Regions from separate parts of the Acanthopagrus latus genome. Here region 2 is linked to region 1. Evidence: chromatin contacts called from public Hi-C data. All regions are on one chromosome and are shown on one strand. Each heading gives the region's core, a stretch centred on a gene start, on an enhancer-like site or on the middle of the called end of the contact. The rest is flanking DNA. Distances are from core to core; before and after follow the strand shown. Region 1 holds the start of bms1 (ribosome biogenesis protein BMS1 homolog). Region 2 holds the start of LOC119009621 (NHL repeat-containing protein 3-like).

What was found. Hi-C and Micro-C count contacts between places; a contact is called where the count stands out from the background.
Region 2: a contact with region 1 is called in a Hi-C map of muscle, with 6 times the contacts expected there. The contact joins the promoter of LOC119009621 here to the promoter of bms1 in region 1. A contact is called at or near these places in 2 of 4 Hi-C or Micro-C datasets (liver and muscle).

Annotation. Positions count from the first base shown.
Region 1 is chr20:202,817-208,441 of fAcaLat1.1, reverse strand. bms1 (ribosome biogenesis protein BMS1 homolog) reads left to right here and starts at 2,489. Exons shown (of 23, transcript XM_037081792.1): 1 at 2,489-2,834; 2 at 3,728-3,922; 3 at 5,012-5,202. The coding sequence starts at 3,750.
Region 2 is chr20:361,091-366,715 of fAcaLat1.1, reverse strand. It overlaps LOC119009621 (NHL repeat-containing protein 3-like), which reads left to right and starts at 3,190. Exons shown (of 3, transcript XM_037081056.1): 1 at 3,190-3,695; 2 at 4,278-4,480; 3 at 4,617-5,625. The coding sequence starts at 3,437. The coding sequence ends at 5,225. nrbf2b (nuclear receptor-binding factor 2b) reads right to left here and starts at 2,921. Exons shown (of 4, transcript XM_037081057.1): 1 at 2,715-2,921. The coding sequence starts at 2,744.

The DNA.
Region 1 (5,625 bases), core at 1,240-3,739:
TCTGTGTAACACCTCTGGCTCCTGAACAGTTTATGAGACCACAGCCCTCCACGTTGCTGTCTTTAAAAACAGGATTAAATTAAACCTGCAAGCAGCGATGAACACTCCCTCACAGTCCACGCGTGTGCCATGTAGACGTATTCAGGGCAACACCCACCCTGTACATGTTTTAGCAATTTGGAGTAGATGGCAAATTTTATGTGAAAGTTATAATGACTTGATGGTTTTATGGCGGAGCATCAAAATGGACTGCACCAACACATAGATAGCCAGTCTATACCACACATTCCATTGACATAATAGTTATGGTGTGGGCAGAGTGGCAAATATTTAATTAGACTTCTACCAGTGCCAGACTGGTGACAGTTTTTATTTTTAGGAATATCAAAATTACTTCAATAAGTTTTTGTCTGGAGAGTCCACAGATGCTGTGTGCAAAGTTTGGTGCAAATCAGTTAAATCGCTTGGGAGGAGTTCGAAAAAGTAAGTTTGCCACATTTTGTGAATTTGCGGAAGAAAACAGTAGGCGGAAATGGGTGTGGCCTATATCACGAGACTCGGCACAATTCGGTGAAGGCTACATATAAGGTTTTTGAATGTGCGACAAAGTATATTGGAGTTATAAGCCAAAACGCACTTTTCTTGATTATAGCGTCACCTAGTGGTGGAAATTGAAGACTTAATTAAAATAGAAATTTTCGGCAGGTGTGACATATATTCCAAGTTCCGTGAGTTTTGGGGTATGTCCAGGCAGTGAAAAAGTCTCTCCTCCAAGAAGAGAGAAATAATCAGTGTAGAGATGTGAGAATGATCTTGTGAAAAATTCATGAAAATTTGTACTGATGGATCAAAGGATCCTGTCTCAGGGACAACAGGGGCTGGGATTTTTATTGCAGATGAGAATCTTCAATTCAGCATTCGCTTATCAGACAATTTATCTGTATTTTCAGCTTAACTGTTGGCAATTTTAAAAGCTTTGGAGTGGATAGAGCAAAGTAAGGCTCAGAACAATGTTATTTGTTCAGATTCTACTGTCGCTTTGGTGGCTCTAGAAGTAGGTTCCTCTAGTGCCCACCCAGATGTGGTAATGGAGATTCTGTGTTGTCTCTTAAGAATTGAGAGTCTAGGGTGCCATGTGTGTTTTATGTGGGTGCCTGGACACTTCGGGGTAGAGGGAAATGAAGTTGGCTAGAGAGTCATTGTCTAAAGAAAACATAGATTTGAATGTCATGATGGGTAAGAGTGAATGTGTAAGTATCTGTAATGAAAAACTTGAGTTACAGTGGCAGAATGAGTGGAACCAGGAGCAGAGGGGAAGGCATTATTTTTCTTTGCAATCATCAGTAAAGTGTAAAAATTGGAGAAGTATGTTTGGGCGGAAGGATGAAGTTGTTTTTACTAGGCTGAGGCTGGGGCATTGCTAGCAAGTTGCTTAAAAGTCATAGGTAAACATTAGAATGGGTTGTGTGAGTGTGGAGAATTGGAGACAGTGATGCATGTGCTTTTTTCTTGTAACATATATTCCAGTCAGAGATGACAGATGTTTATAGACCTGTATGGTCTGGGTCTGTCTGTGATTTCCTTTCGAGGTATCTTTGCATTAGGGGAAAATCGGACTCCTTTGGGAGGGCAGTATTACAGTTTTTTTCAATTGATCAAGCACGATTTTGAATATAGGGCCCGGCTTTTCAAAACACTACACACAATTAGCACAACCATACACACAATTAGCAGAACACCTCACATCCTTTGCGAAATGAAACACTATTGTAAAAACTATACACTACTTTATAAAAATGATATTTTGTTACCATATGACTAAATTCTGGCTGAACCAGTTACACACTGCTGTGCTTAACCTAAAACACTTTTAGCAATTCTACTCCTCAGTTATTTGAGTAATGTAAGTGAAGTACACAGAGAAAGTGAAAATATACAATACTAAAAATTCACCAAATACAACACAAGACTGGGCGGCTGTAGCTCAGCAGGTAGAGCAGGTCGACTAGTGATCAAAAGGTCGCTAGTTCAAATCCTGGCTCCGGGCAAGGCTGGGCTGCATGTCTAAGTGTCTTTGAGCAAGATACTGAACCCCACATTGCTCATCAGTGAGGGCCCTGCGATGAGCTGGCGACTTGTCCAGGGAGTACCCTGCCCTCGCCCTGAGACAAGGCTGGGATTGGCTCCAGCAGCAACACCCCCGTGACCCCATGGAGAGGGATAAGTGGTTACGGACAATGACATGACAACACAAGACCAATGCTGAAGAGTGATTTATTTATCTAAATCAGTCAAAATTTCAACAATCATTGATCTTGTGTTGTATTTGGTGAATTTTTAGTATTGTATATTTTCACTTTCTCTGTGTACCTCACTTTTTTGAAAAACTGGGCCCTATATTCAAAATCGTGTACTGGCGGAATTCCAGAAGAAGAAGAAGAAGATCCAGAAGAAGAAGAAGAAGAAGAAGAAGAAGAAGAAGAAGAAGAAGAAGAAGAAGAAGAAGAAGAGCATTTGCGACAAAAGGTCGAGACCTGCTCGGGCTCAAATAATTATTAGTGTGACTAGTGTGCTGCACTCTACTCTCAACTATTTTCGTTCCACCGGAGAAACTTAATGACTTTTTCACCACTCGACAGGCAGAAAGCGACACTGTACAGGGTTTGTAGTCAGTAGAGTGCCTTAGCCTCATACTCTTGCGGAACCGTATCATAGAATGTTGTTTCCACTCGTCTCCCTTACGAAGTGACCCCTCCGTAACTCTTCCTGGCCGGAGGTCATGATACACACGTGAGTCCTGAAGAAAACGGGCTCTGACTGGGACCAGACTAGAAGTGAGTTAATTTCAGGTATTACGACTCGTACTTTGTGTTTTTGAGAATATTTAACACGTGTGTAAGCTAGCTGTCATGAGGGAACCGTAATGTGCTAGCTAGCTTCAATTCATCCAGGCAGAGACACAAACATGATGTTGTAAACAGTCTCTAGCTTGTTTCTTTATGGCCCCTCACTGCTTAGCTGAAATACATATCTGATCATCGTTCTTTCTTTTTAAATGAGCTATTTAGAGTACAGTACAGCAAATTGAATGCTAAAGTGGACATTAAACCGCTTGTGTTTTAGTGAAACCAAAGGCCTGGCTGTAACATGCCAGTCAAAAATACTTATTTCTCTACTCTACTTCCCTGTTTGTTCCTGGAATGTGTGGATTGCATTGATTAAGTATTGGCAATTACTACTGTGAGTACATTATAAAGAAAAGAGTGTGTTAGGATGCGACTGTGTATACTGTTGTGCAGAATAGAATAGAGTAGAATATTCCTTTACTGTCTCTACATCAGTTGTGTGTCATTGATTTTATTCTGTGTGTAACTGATTTATTGTGTAAGTGTATTAATTTATTGAGTGGCTTAAGAATAGACTACCCTCTGAGGAAATGATTCAAAACCAGCCAGTACAACCTGAATTTTTTTTTGATTTTGACACTATTTTAAAGTGTTTAGGCAAATTAAATCCCTATAACACTTTTAGGTGTTGTATTTTCCGGGTTTTTGAAATCGTCCAAACACCACCATCATTTCAATTATCTCTCTGCACTGACACTGACAACCAGGTGTGGAAGGTCACTAACTTTAGTTTTGAATGTGATATGAAGCTCTTCCATGCTAGCACAGTTCAGTGCTGGAAAGTCCCAGTAACTGTATTTTTACTTGGGGTCTACCCACAGTTTTTGTGCTGTAGTCGACAGGATGGACAGAAAAGTGAAGGAACAAAAGCGACATCAGCAGAAGCACAGCGGGCCAAAGGTTGAGAAGAAGAAACTGAAGAGGCAGGGAGGCTCCACAGAAGATGATGAACGGAAACGCAATCCCAAAGCGTTTGCGGTTCAGTCCGCTGTACGCATGGCCAAGACCTTCCACAGGTTAGTCTGATGCTGAAACCAATATAAGGGAGTGAAACATTTTGTATATTGATATTTCATGAAGGCACATCTTTTGCAAAGATTCCTCAGATGTGATAATTAACACTGGTTATGTAACAGAGGCAGGATATTTAATAGTCACTACCTACACTTTAATAATTGTAAATTACCCCAAGCATAGTTTTCTGCATTATATAAAAAACTGAGGCCCTGCCTTTTAGAATAGAGTATTCTTTATTGTCCCCTAGGGGAAATTTGTTATAATTGTCAAATTTGTCAGTAAACATAAAACATAATTAAAAATATGATTAAAAACAAACATGAAAGTAAACACAATAAAATAGATAGGATAAAATAAACATAGATGTACAGATATGTGCAAAGAGTAATTACAGTTCATTTGTAGGGAATGCAAGACATTAGAGATGGGTTTTGAGAAGTTTTTTGAAGACACTTAGTGATTCAGCTAATCTGACGGAAGAGGGTAGACTGTTCCAGAGGGATGGTGCCCTGACGGCAAATCCTGAGTGCGTAGTGCATAGTAGTAGCTGCCCTTACAGATGATAAGTACACATAAAATACATAGAACAGTTAAAGGCGTACACGTAGGCTATATACACACTCGTCACACATCCAATAAAAGAAAAAATAAATAATAATGTGTTGCCGTGGTGAATCATTGTCTATGAGCGTCATTGATGATGGCTTTTTTCATTCTCCACACATGAGCTTAATATACTCAGTTAGCTGATTGAGTGTAACATACTCACTCACAATTAATCAACTTTAGTGTTAGGCTAAGAGTTTGTTGAATCTGCTTTGTGCCCAGAACCCTGATGGCTCTTGTGTGAAATTGCTTTACACCTGTCAGACAGGCTTTAGTCTCTTGCAGCATCCAATATATAATGTAAATTATGCTGGCCTATATGCTCACTTTCAAGAGACACCAATTTGACATAATTCTATTAATTAATTAATGTTAAGTAGGAATAACCCTAACCTCTAAATAAAGTCCAGTATACTAGCCTAATAAAATGTGATAATGACCCAACCTGTATGAAACTACTCCTCTTGTATTTGTTTCTTTAGGGCTCAGGACATAAAGGCCAAAAAGCATCACATCCCCCTTGTAGATCGGACTCCTTTGGAACCCCCTCCAGTTGTTATTGTTGTTGTCGGGCCCCCTAAAGTGGGAAAAAGTACCCTGATCCGCTGCCTGATCAAAAATTTCACCCGACAGAAGCTGGGAAACATATGTGGACCTGTCACCATTGTCTCTGGTAAGTTTGGCCACTGACTTCTTCCTTCATTGAAGAAGTAAATGAAGAAGTAATCCTTTACCTCTGTCAAGTGCCGCTGTTGTGATATTTGTGTAGTAAGTGTTCACAGCTTTTGTAGATCAGTTGATGCAGTTTTTCACAAACAATTTGGCAAGCAAAGTTACACTGGCAACAATAAAAAAAATGATGATGATACCATGATGTTAAAAAAAAAATAGTTTTAATATATTTTTAATAGCCAAGCAAGCATAATAACACTACATGGGTCAGGAGTGAAATTATTGGAGTGAATCCCCTGAAATGTTACGATTCTATGCAGATGTGACAGTTGAGATCAGACAGGGAATGAGAGGATAGAGATGGAAGAGCAGAATTTCTGTTGTCCGTCATGTACTTCAGTACATTTACAGATTACCAGACACT
Region 2 (5,625 bases), core at 1,941-4,440, 160 kb before region 1:
GCAAATGCAAGCAAAACAGTCGCACTGGTGAGCCCTGCTCTTATCTCTATCTAGACACTTGTTATATTCACCATTTTATATTATTCTTTATGTATAGTCTATTCTATAAATAATCCACAAGTACAATATATTTCTGAAATTACTTATATTTATTGGCTCTCTGTCTCTCTGTCTGCCTGCTCGTCTGTTGTCAGTGGAGTCGGTCAATCAGGTTGGTCAAATGGCTGCTGAGCCACAGGTAGACGCTGTTCCGGTGAACGGAGCTGAGATGAAAGTCAGTCATCTCAGTCAGTTTGCATTCTTTAACTCAGTCCACCCAGTATGTGTTTGTCTCAAATCCTCCTCACTGCAGCTCTTCATCAATATTTGGGGAATTATTAGGTTGACTTTAAAAAGTGAAATCTACAGTTAATAAGAGGTTCAGATAATGTGCCAAATCACAGATCTGCTTCGTTCAGTTATACCACTATCTGGTCAGTTTACATTAGTGACACCAGCTAATTAAAAAAGATTTAATTTGCAGATAGGACTGCCATCCTTGACCAGCTGTCCCTGAGCATTCTTATAATAACCAGAATATGCCCAGAGATTTAGTTTCTTTAAAGGCGGAAAAATGTCTTGAGCACCACTACTGTCATGTCCTCCCTCCACCATGTCGTCTTCACTACATACCAAGCACACGTTGTATGCTGCGCCTGCATAGTGAGACTTGGATAAAGTATCTTGCAAGTTTTCCACACCATGGTTATCGACCACGACTTGGGAAGGCCGTTCAAAACCTCAGTTCTAGCCTGACTGATCCATTCCTTTACCACTTTTGATGTGTGTTTGGGTGTGTTGGAGCTCCCAACTGCACCCAATCTACTGATGGTGACTGTGCCTCATGAATTTAAAGATAATCCTCCTTCTACATTATCTAATTTACTTTCTGTAGAGCAGCAGATCCACTGGCTGCAGAACAGGCCCACAGCAACATGCTTGACTCTGTTGTGTGCTTTGGATTAACAGCCTCACCATCTCTCTTCAAATATATAGCTGCTCATTGAGTTTCCCTTTTTTTTGCCAGTGTGATCAGCAGCAAACTTCAGTGGAGCTTTAAGTGTCTTGATCAAGGGCTTCTTTCAACACAGCAGCTTCTCAGCTCATGATGATGTAAAACACACCTGAATGTGGACACTGACACCTGTCTACAGCAGCTTCTAATTCAATGAAGACTTGTCTTTTGGTGGTTTTTGGTAGACTCTTGACCATCCTGACCAGATTCTTCCCTCAGCAGCAGGTGATAGTTTGTGTTTTCTGATTGTGGCGGTGACAAATCTGTGCCGTGAAATATATATGTAAAGCTTTGAAACGACTGACCAAGTGACTTTCCTGACTTGTTCAAATCAATAACGTTCTCTTTCAGATCAAAGCTGAGCTCTTTAGACTTTCCCATTGTAGTGTTTGTGGCTGATGGCTGTATCAAATAAGTCCTATTAAAATAAGTGTCATCAGCTGTCATCAATCAGAATCACTCAAAAGAAGTTAAGAGGCCATGATAAAAAGAACATTTGATTCACATAACATTCTATAACCTCCCTTTTGACCCCCAACTGTAAATCATAGGGTTAGCACACCACTGCAGCCAGTGTAAAGAGTAAGTTTGATCCCTAAGTTCTTTGTGTTTTGCTGATTAAGGTTTTTCAGTCATCCAGGTCATGGTAATTCAAAGTGCTGTATCGTAGACAACTTGACTTGTTTTGGTTTCTTGGGAGTTGTTTCACCTGTCATCCAAGAGATTTCTTCAGTCTTTTTGTTAATTTTTGTTTGTTTGTTTTTGTAAAATGTCTCCTCAAAGACTCTACCAGCCATCTGGAGAAAAGAAATGCATATATTTTTGGTCTCTTGGTGCCCAAATGGTTCACAGACATACCATACATGTGACGCTCGAAAAATTAGAATATCATGCAAAACTTATTTTATTTAAATAATTCAACTTAAAAGGTGAAATTGATATATTATATAGACTAATTACATGCAAAGTGAGATACATCAAGCCTTTATTTGTTATAACTTTGATAATTATATCTTACAGCTTATGAAAACCCGAAATTCCGAATTTCAGAAAATTTGAATACTGAGATCTTTGTTGCATGTCATACCTCACCAATAGCTACCCTTTATTTTCGCCTTCTTTATTGTCATGTCGGCTAAAATTACGGTATCAGTTCAAAATCCACTGCCAATGTCCCTCATTAACACAAAGGAGTAAGTTTAGTGACTGATGAATAAATGAAACTTAATCATACCCCGAGTTGGGTTTGGTACACTGTGTTTGCTGACAGTGTACGTTAGTGTGTTGAGGCATTTCAAAATGAGCTGCTAACAGCTAATTATTATCAAACGGCCTCGTAAACAAGTTAACTAACGTTAGTAACACGTTCACATCTCGCTGTTAACACTTCGTTAACTCTCAACATGACACAGCCACAACAACACTATCAAGTTTGCCAGCATTATAAATCACCATAAAACGTATTGCTCTCTGTCGAAGACAAATTCAAAATCTATCATATTTAGCATGTCCAAGCTACCGGACAACAACACGTTCATCGCAAATAACAGGGCGGTTAGCTGCTAACTTACTGTGGGAGCTAGCTAATATAGCTTACCTCTTCAGCCTTCTAGCTACAGCAACGTTAGCCTGTTATTGCAACACCAACAGTCCAACTTACAAGATTGAGCGGGCTGTCCACCACCTCCATGAGTCGATTCTTCGAAGGCTTACACTACATGAAAGGTGTCTGTGTCCCTCTCGGACTGTCATTCGCACTGTGATGAAAAAAAAAATGTTGAAAAATAATTTCAAGTATATTGTGAGAGTGAAGCCCAGTCTTCTCCACAATCGCGCTGCGTCATCACGTTGTGACGTAGGAGCAGCTAACTGTCAGCGACGTCAAGTTACCGGATGTTGTCAAAGCTCGTCCTGAAATTAAAAGCCTTAAAATAATAGGGTTGAATTTGTCGCAAGCTGTGGTCCATGTAACACAACTTTGGACTCAGTCTTACATATATTCATTCACATATTGATCTGACCTCTCGCTGGTCCTTTAACCCACACAATAGAGCATCAGGCAGAAAGTCTGTATATCCCTTTTTCTTAGTATTATTGTGATAGTGTGAACGGAAACACTCGTTGTTAATCTGTGGTGCTTGATGAGACTTTTATTTTCGTTTAGACTTAAGGAAGTGAACATTCACTGAACGAGGCCATTAGCTCTGCAATGTGGGTAAAATTACTGGTAGCACAGTAACGTAGTAACGACTCACCTGTGTTCCAAAGGTGAGATTATTTCAGCCAGCGACCTGACATGCGCTGTTAAATACTTCTACAGATCCAGAGCTAACGGAACCGAACTAGGGTATCAGACCAAAACCAGCCTGCAGCGAACCACGCATGTTGTTGAAAAAGAGAGGCCATACCTGTTTGATAGTATCCAGTATGGTCTCATTACTTCTGCTCATGATGGTGCTGTACGGTACCATCAGCACCCAGAAGCCAGGCAGCCACAGCCTCAGACACGACTACCAGCTGATGGGTAGACCCCTGTACAAACTGGACCTGAGCTGGCCCAAGAACCCAGAGCTGTTCACCGGGGAGGTGTTTGGAGTGGCTGTCAACCAGTATGCTGGTGTGGTGTATGTGGCACAGAGAGGTAAACATGCTATTTAAGCCTGATCCCCGTGTTTACGGATTGTGATGTGTAAATGAGAGATCTGTACACCTGCACATCGAGTGCAGGGGTGATGCTGTTAGGAATTTAAAGCAGCTACAAGAAACTTTCATTTTGTGTTGAAACCCAATAATACATTTGGTGCCATTAGGCAGATAGGTGTTGTCGTAGCAGCACCGTAAGAACAAATCATCATGTTGCTGCTGATTGTGTAATTTTGTTCCCTCATGATTTGAGCAGGTACACAATGCAAGCGTGTCACAGACCTGGCTCACAGTTTAAATCACCTCACCTGAGTCAGATGGTTTAGTTCCAGGTCCTGATCATGTCCTTGCCTACTCTTCAAGCTTATCAAGCTCTTGTCTCCTCTAAAACTGTGCATTGTACTGGAACCACATTAACAACCACTTGCAGCTGTATTTTGCATATGATTTGCTTTCCTTCCCTATTCTTTTGTTATTTCTCGTGGCCACAGTCATAGGAATGCAGTAAAAACAGACTTTAACAAAATCAAATCACTATAAAATGTGCTGCCTTGTGTGTTTGCCTTTGCTTTGCTCCTAGGTGACAATGTGCCCAAGGTCCTGGTGTTTACCACTGATGGAGATTTCCTCATGTCCTGGAACACAACCACCCTAGAGATGCCTCATGGGATATTTCTAGCAGATGCTGCCACATCAAACCCCACTGTGTGGATCACAGATGTGGGTAACGGTCCATATGGCCATTGCATCAAACAGTACTCGCCTTCTGGGAGCCTCCTGCAGGTGATGACTCTATCTAAGACTACAGATCTTTGGTTCAGATTCCACAAGCTTGGTTTCCATTCAAGTACTTAAGGTTGTTCACTGAATGAGACAAGCCAAAAGTTGCTTGTTGTTGAATGTGTCTTGTATTTGTCAGGTGCTTGGTACACCAGGAAAACCAGGCTCTGGGTTGAACCCTCTGCAGTTTGACCAGCCAGCTGAGATCTTTGTCCATGACTCTGGAGAGATGTACATCGTGGATGGTGATGGTGGGATGAACAACCACCTCATCAAGCTGTCCAAAGAGCAGGAGGTGTTGTGGATGCATGGAGAGAAAGGACAAGGCCTGGCTCAGTTCTACATCCCCCACAGCGTGACCGTGGACAACGCCCAGAGGGTGTGGGTGGCCGACAGGGGGAATAAGAGGATCCAGGTTTTTAACTCCATCACCGGGGACTGGCTGGGGACATGGGGAAGCTGCTTCACTGAGGATGCGCCTTACTCTGTCCGCCTGACCCCAGACAAGAAGTACTTTGTTGTTGTCCAGCTCAACACCAATCAGATTACGCTCCTGGATGCCCCACCGGTGGGTTTGATTGGCCAGTGCAGAGTGGTGAGTGTGATCCAGCTGGCTGATGAAGTGAAGCCCCACCTTGTAGACCTGGACCTGAAAACAGGGGCCCTGTATGTGGCTGAGATTCAAGCTCAGCAGGCCCAGAAGTTTACCCCCTTCAGTCTTGGTGGGAGTTTCCTTATAAATCTTTAACTGAAGAATTTAAATGGCATCATTGATCACAAACTGTCATAACAAAAGCATCACCAATTATTTCCAAATTGATATGAAATGTGCACGTGTGTTATGTATTTTACAGTCATATGAACAAGAAAACAGTACAAAAGAAAAATGTTTTTCCTTGACAGCCCTGTCGCAAGGATATTTCATTTTCATATGACTAGTTTACAAACAGCAGATATATTTTAACCAAAATGTAATCTAATGCAATCTAACTTCTAAACATCCACAAGTGATGATGTGTTTCTATTGTTTTCTTACATTATAATTATTTTTATTTTTAATTTGAATTTTGTAAATCTGGGCCTTATATTGACACGCTTCATTATGTAAATATTTTTATTCCCCAAAAGTTTAGGAATTGGTCCGTTCA